2 separate regions of the Sus scrofa genome follow, and region 1 is linked to region 2. The links are chromatin contacts, called in public Hi-C maps. All regions are on one chromosome and are shown on one strand. The core of a region is the stretch at or near the end of the contact, and the rest is flanking DNA. Distances in the headings are between cores, read along the strand shown. Region 1 has its middle 820 kb from the start of ACVR2A. Region 2 overlaps ACVR2A (activin A receptor type 2A).

What was found. Hi-C and Micro-C count contacts between places; a contact is called where the count stands out from the background.
Region 1: a Hi-C map of omental adipose tissue shows a contact between it and region 2, with 2.1 times the contacts expected there. The contact joins two enhancer-like sites. A contact is called at or near these places in 2 of 47 Hi-C or Micro-C datasets (heart right ventricle and omental adipose tissue).

What each region holds. Positions count from the first base shown.
Region 1 is chr15:5,074,194-5,080,558 of Sscrofa11.1, reverse strand. No RefSeq gene overlaps it. Among named protein-coding and RNA genes, the nearest start is that of ACVR2A, 820 kb to the right of the region's middle. Within about 2 kb of position 2,253, at least 2 of the 83 cell types and tissues checked have an H3K27ac peak or open chromatin away from gene starts, as enhancers often do. A contact at or near this core is called in omental adipose tissue, where this site is marked.
Region 2 is chr15:4,195,007-4,201,906 of Sscrofa11.1, reverse strand. All of the region lies in intron 4 of ACVR2A (activin A receptor type 2A), which reads left to right. Among named protein-coding and RNA genes, the nearest start is that of ACVR2A, 61 kb to the left of the region's middle. Within about 2 kb of position 5,221, at least 4 of the 83 cell types and tissues checked have an H3K27ac peak or open chromatin away from gene starts, as enhancers often do. A contact at or near this core is called in omental adipose tissue, where this site is marked.

The DNA of each region.
Region 1 (6,365 bases), core at 1,004-3,503, 880 kb before region 2:
TAATTATTCACTGAGAGTCAAAATGAAAATCTTACATTAAAGGAAAAAAATATTTAAGGAAAAATATTTGTACATCTGTGTATCAAATTAAAACATGTAGATTCCTTATCTTTAGTGTACAATTTAAAAAGTAGAACTATTGAAAATCAAAGTAATATAAGTAACATCTTTCTTATATTTAAACAGGATTTTATGCGTACATATTTTCTTTTTATGGCCACACCTGAGCCATACGGAAGTTCCTAGGCCAGGAGTAGAATCGGAGCTGCAGCTGAGACCTACACCATAGCCATAGCAACACTGGATCTGAGCTGCATCTGTTACCTACACAGCACTTGCAGGAACACCAAGCGAGGCCAGAGATCAAACCCTCATCCTCATAGACACTATGTCAGGTTCATAACTCTCTGAGCCATAGTGGGAACTCCCAGGATTTTGTACTTCTAAAAATACTTTCATTATCTCATTTTGAACTTTAAAACTACACTTTGAGATACAACCCCCCCCCAAAAAAAACAGGTACTATTATTCCTAAATTCTGAATAAGAACATAAATGAAGTGATTTTACAAGCCTTAAAGCTGATCTCAGTCAGTTTTTTTTCAGATTTTTTTAAATTTCAAACTAATACACACATGCATACACACATACACTGAATTACAATGAGATAGCCAAATAAAAATTAGACTCAAACTTGTCATGTACCATAAAAGGATAAAAAAGCAGAAGTTGATATAGGCATTAAAATAAAAAGATATAAGCAATCAGTTCAACTAAAGTCAAAGCATGGGAAAAAAGAGGAAAGAATGCATAAATTATTGGAATTTTAAAAGCCACTGTCTTTCCTTCCAATACACACATACACCCCTAATTAGAAATCTAAATGTGAATTTCACAAAATAAGGCCATACCAAGGAAGTTAAAAGCAGCACAGCATAGGTTAAGAACCACTTGATTATAAACTATAATCAGCCCACTTCGATTGACCTTTTAGGCATGATCAGAGGTTTTGTCACTGAATTTTATAGTTTAGTTTAGTTTTGTTTTGTTTTTTTTTTAACCCAGCCAACTTAAATTCTCTATCCTCAACTAGCTTTAAAAGGATACATTATTAAATATACCATGTAAGAGCCACCATTTATGTTTCCCTTTACACTAGTCTTTTGACGGAGAGAATACATAACACTCATCTTAATGGAATCATAGCCAAAAAATATCAGACTTTCTTTTAAATTCAACATCAAAACGCCTCTCAAATAACTAGTTATATACATATTTTTAATTTTCAGTTTCAAATATTGGGTACTGTCCCTAGTCAGATATCAGAGGCAAACATTGTTGATTCTAGAGAATTTGCTCTGAAAATAAAATTGGCCAAATGTTGAGCTCAGTTAAATAGCAGTCTATACCACTTAGGGTTATGAAAGTCCCACTTGTCTTCACATTTTTTTAATCCTATAACACCTCACGGTGTCTTAAATGCCCAGCAGATCTAAGATTCTGAAGGTCACTGAAGAAATGCCAATGTTATCAGCATACACATTAACACATCTAACACAACTAGTGCTTATCAGCTATCGACACCTCAACTTGGATTCAACTAATCAGTTAAATCAGTTACCTGGCAGGGGACTTGAGAGAATAAAATATAGGATTTGTACATTTTAATTAAGAGAAAATGTGACAAACAGGCTCTCTTGTGAAGGAGAAAGAGTAGGTATAATTTGGAAAATAACAGTGAAGGGCAACCAGGGGTTTACAGGGAGGGGATTAAACCCTGGAGGAATAGATTACTCTTTTGCTTTTTCCAGCTTCATGAAAATCTGCAGGTCTAGGCTTATCTTTGGTTCAAAATCAGCCATTGTGATTTTTTGCAACAGACACATTCCGCATTTGACTTCTCAAATGCTCACCAAATTCCAGCATCTACTCTATCACACATATAGGAGCCTATGGAGCTTGGCAGGGAAGCTGTTAAAGTGTTTCTACTCTAAGGTCTCCTACACCTGGTGTATCAGAGATGGGAGGCACTGCCAAAGTGTGATACCTGCCTCAGTTTTCTTGCCAAATTCTCTGTCTTTAAAGCTGAAGCTCAGGCCTCTCATGCCCAAAACCACCAAATGCTGGGTAAAGAGAAAAACAGGAGAGGAACACCTTCATTATCACATACATATCTGAGAAGCAAGAGGTTTGACCTGTGAATAAAAAGATAGAGTCTTGAGCGAGGGGGGTGGTACTTCCCAGCTAGGGGAGGCACCACAGTCTATACTTCAAAGAAGATCCAGGAAATCCATACCACTGGACAAGAAAAAGAAACATGAGAAGAGTTACTTGCACAGTCTAATTTACTTAGATTTATTCTGCCTGGAGGAATTTTTTTTTTTAGTATTTATTTTTTTCTTTTTTGCAACTAATTCATGTTAACTAGAAAAGACTTGGAAAACATAGAGATGAAACTATACATCACCTGAGATTCTACCACCTGGACATAATCACTAATAACATCTTCATGTATTTCTTCCCAATCTGTTCTTTTCCTCTGCATACATAGGTGTAGATAAAAATAGACAGACAGATTTTGCCTCATATAGTACATAGGGTTGTTTAACCCTTTTTATCCCTCAATTATTTGTTGTGGAGGTTTTCCTAGTCATCCAGATTCTATAACATGATTTAGAGGTTACAGGGTCAAGAATGCGGTATGGTAGGCCGCCTCTGGGTGCTGATGACCCACAGGGACTCACAGGCAAACTGACATTGCCTAATTCTTACCAGTCTCCTCCCTCCAATGTTGCAACACTCTGAGGCCTGGCTCCTTGCCAGAGGAGCCACCTCTAGGCCAAGTCCCCAGTGTGACACCACTTAACTTTGGGTAGTACACAGCCTACACCTCCCTTAAGCCTATGACACTGAACCTAGCTGGAAAAAAAAAAATCTGCTCAACTGTCCACAATATTTGAACTACTAGCCTTGGGTTAACTGGCCACCTGTGCCAGAGTCAACAACTTACACAGCCTCATTTCTTCAGCCCCACCTGATTCTATTTTCCTCCCTGCTTGCCCCTGTAGGTCAGAGGCCAGCACATCCTCTTTCCAAGCCCCTTTCTATAATGAGAAGCATACAAAGGGCATGTTGATAAAAGCAAATTGTCATGCATTATATTATCTTGCCTGATGATCCCCATTTAGGTGCTTGGATTTTAGGCTGTCAGTACCTGATGCAGATCTTCTCAATGAGGGAAGGGATCATCTTTGGCCTTTTCATTCACCTGGTCATATTCATTCACCAGTTACTTATTATTATATTATCATTATTATTATTATTTTGCTGCTCTACCCAGATCTTGCCCTAGACATCAAGGCTCATTGCAGCCACTCTCCTACTCTAGTCATAGCAGCATTCAGCATCCTGTGTCCCCAGGCAGGTCCTCTATAAATGGTTTTGCATCAGGTTCCACAAATGATGACATTGCTGATGTGGCCTGATTGCTGATGTGGCTTGAAGGTGAGGGGGTGACCACATTCCCTATGAAGAGGGGGTCTCTGAGCACACACTGGGTTAAGGTGTGCCCTGCAGGACTGAAGCAATGGCCTGTGGGTGGGGACCACTGGGTGGATGTCTGGGGACCTGCTAACAGAAGCCCTGCAGCATCACACACTTTTTTTTTTTATTAAAGTATAGCTGATTTACAATGAAGTGTACAGAAAAATGATTCTTTTTCAGGTTCTTTTCCATTGTAGAACATTTATTTATTGAGCACTTACTATGTGACAATTGCTATGTGACATGATCTGGTCTTTAGGGAACCTACATTCCAGAGAAGGAGATTAAAAAGATAAAGACAACTGAAAAACACAATAATTAAAAGTATAAAAAATGTTATCAAGAAACAAAGACAGAGGTTGAGATAGGGAGTACTTAAGGGACTGATTTTAAAGAGTATAATCAGGAGGAATTCCTAATGTGGCACAGCAGAAATGAATCCAACCAGTATCCATGAGGATGTGGGTTTGATCCCTGGCCTCGCTCAGTAGATTAAGGATCTGTCATTGCCATGAACTGTAGTGTAGGTCCCAGACACGGCTCAGATCCCACATTGCTGTGGCTGTGGTATAAGCTGGCAGCAGCAGCTCCAATTCAGCCCCTAGCCGGGAACTTCCATTTGCTGCAGGTGCAGCCCTAAAAAAGAAGAAGAATACACTCAGGAAACACAATCCTGAGGAGGTTTCTAGCACAGTGGGGAGATTTCCTTTCCTGGGATCTCAAATAATTAAATTCTTCCCCTTACCATTTTCTACAGCACCTATACATTACAGACCAGAAGGCTAAAATCCTTAGGACTTTATACCATTTCTGGCCCATGTGTCCTTAGGTCTCACAAGTGCCCAATGCATATTCCTTCTCACTAAAATATATCTATTGCCACCTCACTTGAAGTGCTTAAATTCCCATCAGGAATGAGTTAAAGGATTAAACATTATAAAATGCATTTTTCTCCAGCCGGCAGCAGTTCAATGCATAAATTATGCCTTTGATCCTGGCAACTCTTCAGCAACTAAAAAGATGTTTGAAATAGGAAAACAGGAAATACCACAGAGAAATGTGTCTCTTTGTTTCGTTGGAGAAAAACCTTTGCATCAGAGGTGGTACAGTAGTGAAAGAAGCTAGAGTTTAAGAGTGAGCCAAACCTTGGAACTGAATTCCTGCTCTGCCGCTTGCTTAGTATGGTCCCCTAAGGCAAACTACTTAACCACACTGAGCCTCAATTTCTTCATCACAGGATGAGAATACAGTACACCATGCAGTATAGATCTAAGAAATAGAAACAATATATGTAAAGCCTTAGCACACTGCTCTCACATGGAGACACTTTCTACATAGCTATTGTTATCAGTACTTAATAACTTTGTGATGTACGAATCGCCATCCCCATTGTATCTATACACTATACTCATATTACGCTCCTCTTGCTCCGAGGAGTTAAATGATTCACCCAGAATTGGAATCGAGGTGAAGATTTGACTCCAATACTATGTACTTAACTATGTTTTGGAGCCCTGGGAAGGACTCAAATGTAAATAGTATCTTTGCAGAATCCATAAGCGGTATAAGGTCATCAAAAGGAAGAACTGGCAGGTAGAATATTATTTGGTGCCAGGATGTACATTAGAATGAAGAACATGACAAAGGGAGCACCAACTTGCCTGCGACTGCAGTAACTCAGGGGGGTGTGTGCGCAAGGATCAGTGAGCAAGTGAGCAGGAAGGATAAGGAAGGTGGGATCCATCAGATTAGGGGCTGGTGAAAAGAATCTGCTACAGGGTCCTAAAAGACAACCCATATGCACCAAACACTAATGAAGGGACCTAATTCAGATGATGTTTCAAAAATATTTTACTCTATTCTGAGAAAGACATTTTATTTCAAAATATTTATCTGGAGATGGTAGTGCCCTGACTGACGTCCTGGAGTGTACACAGTTCAGGAATCTTTTCGACTGACACACAGAGAAAATTACAGTGCTCCACCCTGAAGATTGAGCTCCAGCCAGAAGTAAAGAGCAGGATCCACAGTAAATCCCAGCTTTTGGACTGAGCCAACATAGGGACAGGAAAGAGAAGGGGGCACCAGGATGCACAGGCTTCACAGGAAAGGCTCCTGCGGCTTTGGGCATAGGTTTCTTGGCAGCGAATAAAATGGGGGAGCTACAGAAAGGCCCAGCAATCATGACTAGATCAATTGTTTGAGAGTCTTAATTCCAAACCTCATCAGAGCAGGGAGTGATGAAGCTTTGATCTATTTCCTAACATTGTCAAGACTCCTTTGGGGAACAGGCAGGAGATTGAGTCTGCATTTGGGAGACTTAATCACACATATTCAGAAGTGCTGCAGAAAATAACATGGAAAATGAGGCCTGAATTAGATGCTTACTTTATTCAGCATAGGTGGAGATATTTACCAACTGACCTTCAAACAGGGAACCAGACGGTACAGTCGCTATTTCTAGTACTAAGTAGAGTGGTGATCTCTGAAGAGGTATTTAATCCTGAGATTATCATACCCAAGTACCATTGGCGGAGTTTCTGTCGTGGCGCAGTGGTTAACAAATCTGATTAAGAACCATGAGGTTGTGGGTTCGATCCCTGGCCTTGCTCAGTGGGTTAAGGATCCGGCATTGCCATGAGCTGTGGTGTAGGTCGCAGACTCGGCTTGGATCCTGCGTTGCTGTGGCTGTGGCATAGGCCAGTGGCTACAGCTCCGATTAGACCCCTAGCCTAGGAACCTCCATGCGCCATGGGAAGTGGCCCTAGAAAAGGCAAAAAGACAAAAAAAAAAAAAAAAATACCATTGGGATAAAGTTCCTTC
Region 2 (6,900 bases), core at 3,972-6,471:
AGTGAGCTTAAGTTTCCTGCTTATAAAAATCTATGTTTGTGCTGATAAAAAATACCACTTGATAAGAAAATACATTTAAGAAGCAAGAAATTATGTACCTTTAACAAGATATGAGGTTAACATCTTGGTAATTTTTGAAGGTTATATAGTATTGTGGCACTAATACTTTTAAAAATGATATCAGTGTCTTCAGTCTTGGCACCATGACATTTTGTCTAAGTTTTGGTCTGATGAGGACTAAAGGCTTTCAGATGCTTGGAATATTGAGTTGTGCATACAAAATAATCCATCCTGTCGACCTTAATATTAAAGTAATAATAGGTTGTCATTTCATGCTGTGTCAGATGACTATCCACTGAGAAACCAAGCCATCTGTGAAAATGCCTTGTAGGATTTTCCTTTTGAACATGGGTCTATATAAAATTAATAAGATACCCATTTAAAATTAATAAGATGCTAAAGAGGTAGTATAACATTTTTCAGCCAAGTCAGTTTCGGAAAGTATGCTGCTTCCTCATTTGGGGAGGCTGCAGGGAGATGTTTACTAAATTTTATTGAATATTTAACATGCTAATATTAAGCTATACTTACGAAATAAATATTACATCTGTAGAAGCGCATCTTGAAATAGGTTGATGGCTGGAGTTTATGAACACATCTCTTGTTTTCTCTCTTTTTAAATAAATTCTCTTCTATTTAAAAATTAATTGTAGGAACTTGCTTGTTATAGCAAGACAAATTACACAGGAAGACATATGTCCAAAAAAAGGATTATTTGTTCTTCCTCTTTTTCCTTTATCACTTTTCTGAAATAACCAGTTTTAACAGGTTGGTGTGTATCCTTTGACATCTTTCTCTAATCTCATTTGAGTATATACGTTTTTCTTATTTATACACTAGAAAATGTTACTCTGCAATTGCTTTCTTTTAATTTAACAGTATACTGAGGATAGCTTTTCAGCTCAGTAGTTTTAATCTCATTCTGATGCTACGATATATTTTTAAGTGACATTTAGGGGAACTTTAATGTATGCTCAAGAAATACCAAAATTTGATGTTTTATTAGCTTAGAGTTTATGTTAGGTTTCTGCTGAGAGCTAGAACCTGCATTTCACAAATGGTGGGTGTTTGTTTTTTGTGTGACCGCACTCACAGCATGTGGAAGTTCCTAGGCCAAGAATTGAACCAAGCCACTGCAGTGACAATGCCAGATCCTTAACCCTGTGCCACAAGAGAACTCCCCACAGACAGTTTTCAGTTTTCTGATTTTAGTTTGTTTAAAATATAGTGATATAATGCTACTGTCTTACTTTTGAGCACCTTTTCTTTTTCTTCTCTCTATATGCCTAAGAAATAATACAGGGCCACTACAAACGTCTCTTGGTATGCTTATTTTTATATTGGTAACCTAAATTACAACTTGTTTTTATGTATACTTCTAAACTAATTATGGGGAGAAGTGTCATAAACTCTCCATAGACATGCAAGTTGACAAAGTATTACTCAGATTAGGTGTATATGAGTTGTTTCTCTTACAAATGCACAGACAGGCCCATTTGGAGCTGGGCTGAAATTCTGTATCCAAAAGCAAAAACGTGGGGTGAGGGGAAGCTGTATCAAAAGCTAATGCAAATTAAAGCTGCACGTTAAAATTAAAGCCCTTTATTTCTAAAAAGTGGCAGATTAAATTTTAAAATCTTGAGTTTGGTTTTAACTTTGGCCTGTGGAAGGCCCATTTTGTCAGCTTACAAATGGGACTGATGCATATAGACCAGAGCGCATAGTTTCTCCTTTTTCTTGTTTGGCAAGGAGATGGTAGATAGGAAGAAGTGAGTTTGCTTTTCTCTGTGTTTTTTATTTCCTGGACCTCGTCCTAGATCTGTTCCTTTATTCCTAGCTACTTTGTTGCTGCCAAACCTTTTTCTACTAATTTGAGATAATAAAAACGAAGAAATCCATTTGTTAGTGAAAGCTGCTTGTATCAGATAGGCTTGGAGGTGTTCAAGTTGGTTGATTTGTTTTATTTTTGCATAACTTTTCACCTACTGCTTAAATGCCTATTGTATGCCAGGCACCATGCTGGGTGTATAATGTTGATGTATAATGTTAAGGTTCAGGGACAGTCCTTGCTGGCCCTTTTGGAGCCCACAGTTAACATGTAGATGTATTAAAAATAGGTTGGTTGATTAGTTGTTTGACTTTTGCAGCTTGGAAAGAAAGGGTAAAGCGAGTTGCTTCAACAATTTTAGGCAAAGATGGAGAAAAGGAGGAGAAATGTTTGATTCCAGGTCTGTAGTGGTTGGGAGAAGAGCCATATCTGGGGTGCTTGGCGAATGTTACGTGCTCAGTAAGTATTAGCTGTTAATTGCCAACAAGCTCGAAATTGTACTCCAGAGGAATAATTTTTTGAAGCCATTGATTTCATTATCAAAATTGATTTATTGAAATCATTTTATTTGAAATTAATTTTGTATAGTAAAAAATTTCATTTTTGAATATTCTGTGCAGCACTATGCATAGCACTTTACACATATTAACTCATGTAATCTTTCTATTAATACCCAATGATATGGGTTCTGTTTTATTAAGTCCATTTTATAGACAAAAAAATCAAGACACAAATACGTACTGTGACTTAGCCTAGAGTCAGTGTGCTGAATGGTAAAGCCTGAGCATTTATGTCCAAGGATTGTTGTCCATTGAAGTAATCTTAATTGAATGGGTTATTTCAATAAATAATTAGGTCAGGTCCATAAAAAACTAAAGTAAGATAAAGGGAGGGATCTGAGTACATATATTTCATTTAAAGTAGCTTTTGTAGTGACTGTGTATATAGCCTTGCAGATGAACATAACCATTTCACCACATCACAATTTATTAATTATAGCATCATCTTTTTCTTTTTTTCAGTTCTACTTGAAGAATACAAATGCTAAATAAAAATGAAATTTCTTCTATACCCAGTAATAGACCTGATGCCTCTGAGCAGCAGCCAAAAGAATGGGCATTCCTATTATCTCTTTCAGACTTGTAGCCCTAGTGCTGACTATCCTGAGAAGCTAATCACTTAGGGAACTTATTTACCTTGGTCTGTCTTTGCTTTCCTTCCATGAGGAGTTAGATGAGGGAAACTCTGGGTAGTAGGAGTTGATATATCACACAGGAATTTTGAAGATCTAATTGGATAGAATCATGGCTGTGCATTTGACAGTCAGTATCAACGTTATTGAACCTGTTAATGTATACTCTCTTGCTGTCCCTAGCTCAGAAACATTTGTCCTGATAACACATATTCTTTCTTTGCACATTTTATTTCTTTCTGCTTGGTAATTGTCTTTTTAAAAATTAGCAATTGTAGCGAGTTTCCCTTGAGGCTCAGTGAGTTAAGAACCTGACATCATGTCCATGAGGATGCAGGTTCGATCCCTGGCCTTGCTCAGTGGGTTAAGGATCCGGTGTTGCCACAAGCTGTGGTGTAGTTCAGAGATGTGGCTCTGATCTGCTGTGGCTGTGGCTGTGGTGTAGGCCTGCAGCTGTAACTCATATTTGAACCCTAGCCTAGGAACTTCCATATGCCACAGGTGTGTCCCTAAAAAGGAAAAAAAAGGAAAAGAAAAAAAAATTAGCAACTGTAAAATTTCTTAGAAAGTATAATAATTGGATGATTAAGGGGAGACATTTAGAATTTGTCAGTTTTCAAATACTTTGGGTGGGGAAGGGGGTGCTTATTTCTTCTTGATCATCCTAAGAAGTTGAATAAGGTATTAAAAATTTGTATATAAATGTCTTGAAATGGTTTAAATAGAGAAAATTTATAGTAAATATCATATATATATTTATAGCATATAGACTCCTTATTTCTAGAAAAATTTCTTTGTATTCTAGTTCTGTATATCTAACTGCTTACTAAATATCTCCTATTAGATGTCTCTGAGCGCTAACATACAAGGGTAATGATGATCTCTCTCAAACCTGATTCTCAGTAAATGGAACCAGTAACCATTTGGTTGTACAAGTCAGAAATCTGGGGTGTATATCCCAGTACTGTTTTTCATACCTATGCTGCCTTATTCCATTTCTCAAGGATTCTCTCCTTAGGAAAACCTCTTATTTACCTGTCCAGTATAAGTTAGGTTTTTCCTTACAGGTGCTCATGGTAACTAAATTCCTTTTCTTTGCTCTCATTTTATAATTATGCATTCATTTGATTAGTCTTTCTTCCCCACAATATAGTAAACATCATGAGAGTCTAGGTAGTCAGTGTCTGGTACAAACTAGGTGCTCAGTAAAGATTTGTTGAATGAATATGAGTATTCATTCCTTTCTGATGTTTGTCAATAGTTATTTTTTTTTTCCCCTTAAGGAATAAGCAGCAAGTGTCTTTCTCATCGAGCAATCTAATTACTTGACATTAGTGTGCTGATTTGGTTTTTACTCTTATCTCCAGTCACAGTGCATGATATTCAAGTTTTATTTTCGAAGTTGTGAATCTAAGACTATTTTGGTTACTTTTTATCTGTTTGTGTATTTGGTGAATTAATTTTTTTTGGATTATGTTTTGACTCATGTTTTGTAACTTAAGTTTATGCATTGGGACCTGTTGTTGATGTCTGTGGCTTGAATCATTCTATAGCTTATTCTAATATTCGTTTACTGAAAAGTATATTGAGCAAAATACACTTTTTAGTAAGATGCATGAAACAGCAGCTACTTGCACAGTGTTATTACAGTGGCATCTTGATCTCTGAAAGCACCAGTATGAAAAGAAAATCTGAGAGATGTTTAAGCTTTGGGAAGCTATAGTCTAGTTACTCACTTGGCATGTATTTCTTTCAAGAGAGGAATTTTACTTTGGAGTACTGATAAGATGTTTTGATACTAGGATTAGCTAAACCTTTTAGATGAATTAGAAATAGTCCTGAATCTTTACGGGAGAAGATCAAGAGGCAAAAAAAAAAAAAAAAAAAAAACCCAAACAAACAAACAAACAAACTAAGCAACTGGTACATAAAAATGAGTGGTCAAATCTTTTTCATCATTGCTATTGTTCTCTGTAGAAATACTGAAAACTGAGAAATAAGTGCTTGGAGGTATTCGAAGCTTTTACTGGTTTAAATTAGTGCTTTTGCCTCTTTGGGGATGACTGGGGGAATGAAAATCTAGTTCTTTATCAGTATAGGGGTCCTGAGCTTGAAAATTATGTATAGATACTTGCTTGAGTTCTTCACTCTGGTTGTGGCTGGGGAAGCAGGTCTGATATGTCACTGTTTTCTATTCAATTCTGATCTTATTCTTCCCGTGTCCTAGTGTATTATTTGTATTTCACACACTCACAGAGGCACCAGAAACATTTTTCTGTCTCACTGTAAGCAGTCTCCTGTCTTTCATGAGAGTAAAACCTTTCAGGAAGTTGGAGATTCTAGATTATTACATCAACTGTCAGTGATCTGAGAAAACTTTCTGTGTAAAAATTTCTTGTGCTGCTTCTACAGTTTTTGTTAAAGACAATACTGCCCTCTGGTGTCCAGAATCCAATTTCAATGCGTAGATTTTCAAACTGCTTTTTTTTACTCTTATAGTTTAGACCCCAGAATTCCTTAGAAAATTAAGTAACAGTTATTTAAAGATTTGTTTTAGTTTATTCCCTGGCTTGAAATCCATTGGATCAGGTAACTTGGGGTCATACTATAGACATCAATATAACAATACTTCTTATCTGATAGATAATATCCAAGATTTTTTTAAATATATTACTTTCCTCTGTTTATAAGGAAAGTGTTCTTAATTCTCATTTGAAAAATATGATACATTCAATCATTGACAACTTTTAAAAAGCTAAATCATTATTCTCTTTCCTTCACTTTTGTAATTTGTGTCATTTTTCATTTCATTCCGGATATAAATCGTAATTTCTTTTGCCTGTGTTTTTTCTTCACAAGCACGCCTTTCATATAATGATAGAGGTAAGATTCATTGATATTTATTTTATGGTTGTGGAACTTTTTGTGGATGCATACAAAACATTTTTTTCTTAGATTTTTGTTGTTGTTGCTTTATTGTGCATCCTTTATAGTTTATAAATTTATGTTATAGTTTTTCCCGCCGCTTTTAGTATTAAAAACTTGATTGATTTGCCACAGTAATAGTTTTTGGTCCTAAAGTATTGTTAACAGTGTTTATACTTATCTAAGGTGAAATGTAGAAACAACTGTTTTAGCTGGTTAGATGTTAACACATAATGGATATATTTTTAGCTTTGAAAACCTTATATTGGTTATTTTTATAGTATGTCATTAGCTTAAATGCCAGCATGTACTCATTTTTAACAGGGGCTGACTTTCAGGTCGAACACATTATCTTTCAATGCGAAATCTATATTTTCAGGTAGTTTTTTTCATCTTTAGCATCTTGAACAAGTGGACTAGCTAGAGAAGTGGTAACTTGATCTTTTGCTGTCTGCAAATTTAAGGCTTTATTTAGATTTAGAACTCACTTTTCATTTGGAGAAGTCAGGATAAGTAAAATGATCGCAGACTGCTTTACATCTCTTCATTTCTAGTCGTTTATTCCACTATTGGTTATAGTAATGATCCTGAGTAGTGGTGTTGGAGTGGGGGACACTTTTTCCAGCTATTGTCCTTTGTTGCTTCTCAACATGATGTCTTCTGATGCTGTAATTTTCATATATAAACAAGAAGAGATGTAATCAAAGCCATGTTCTAGTGCATATCTTTTTAACTGTGCAAAATAGCATGGACACTGCAAGAAAACTGGAACTTAGTAAATGTTTTCAGGAATTTTATAGTCCTTATAGTTGCCCCTCTAAAAGTGGTTTTTCTTTGTAGCAGGACAGAGCCATGTTTTATGGGTAACATCAGAATGTTGTCATTATGAGGTTTA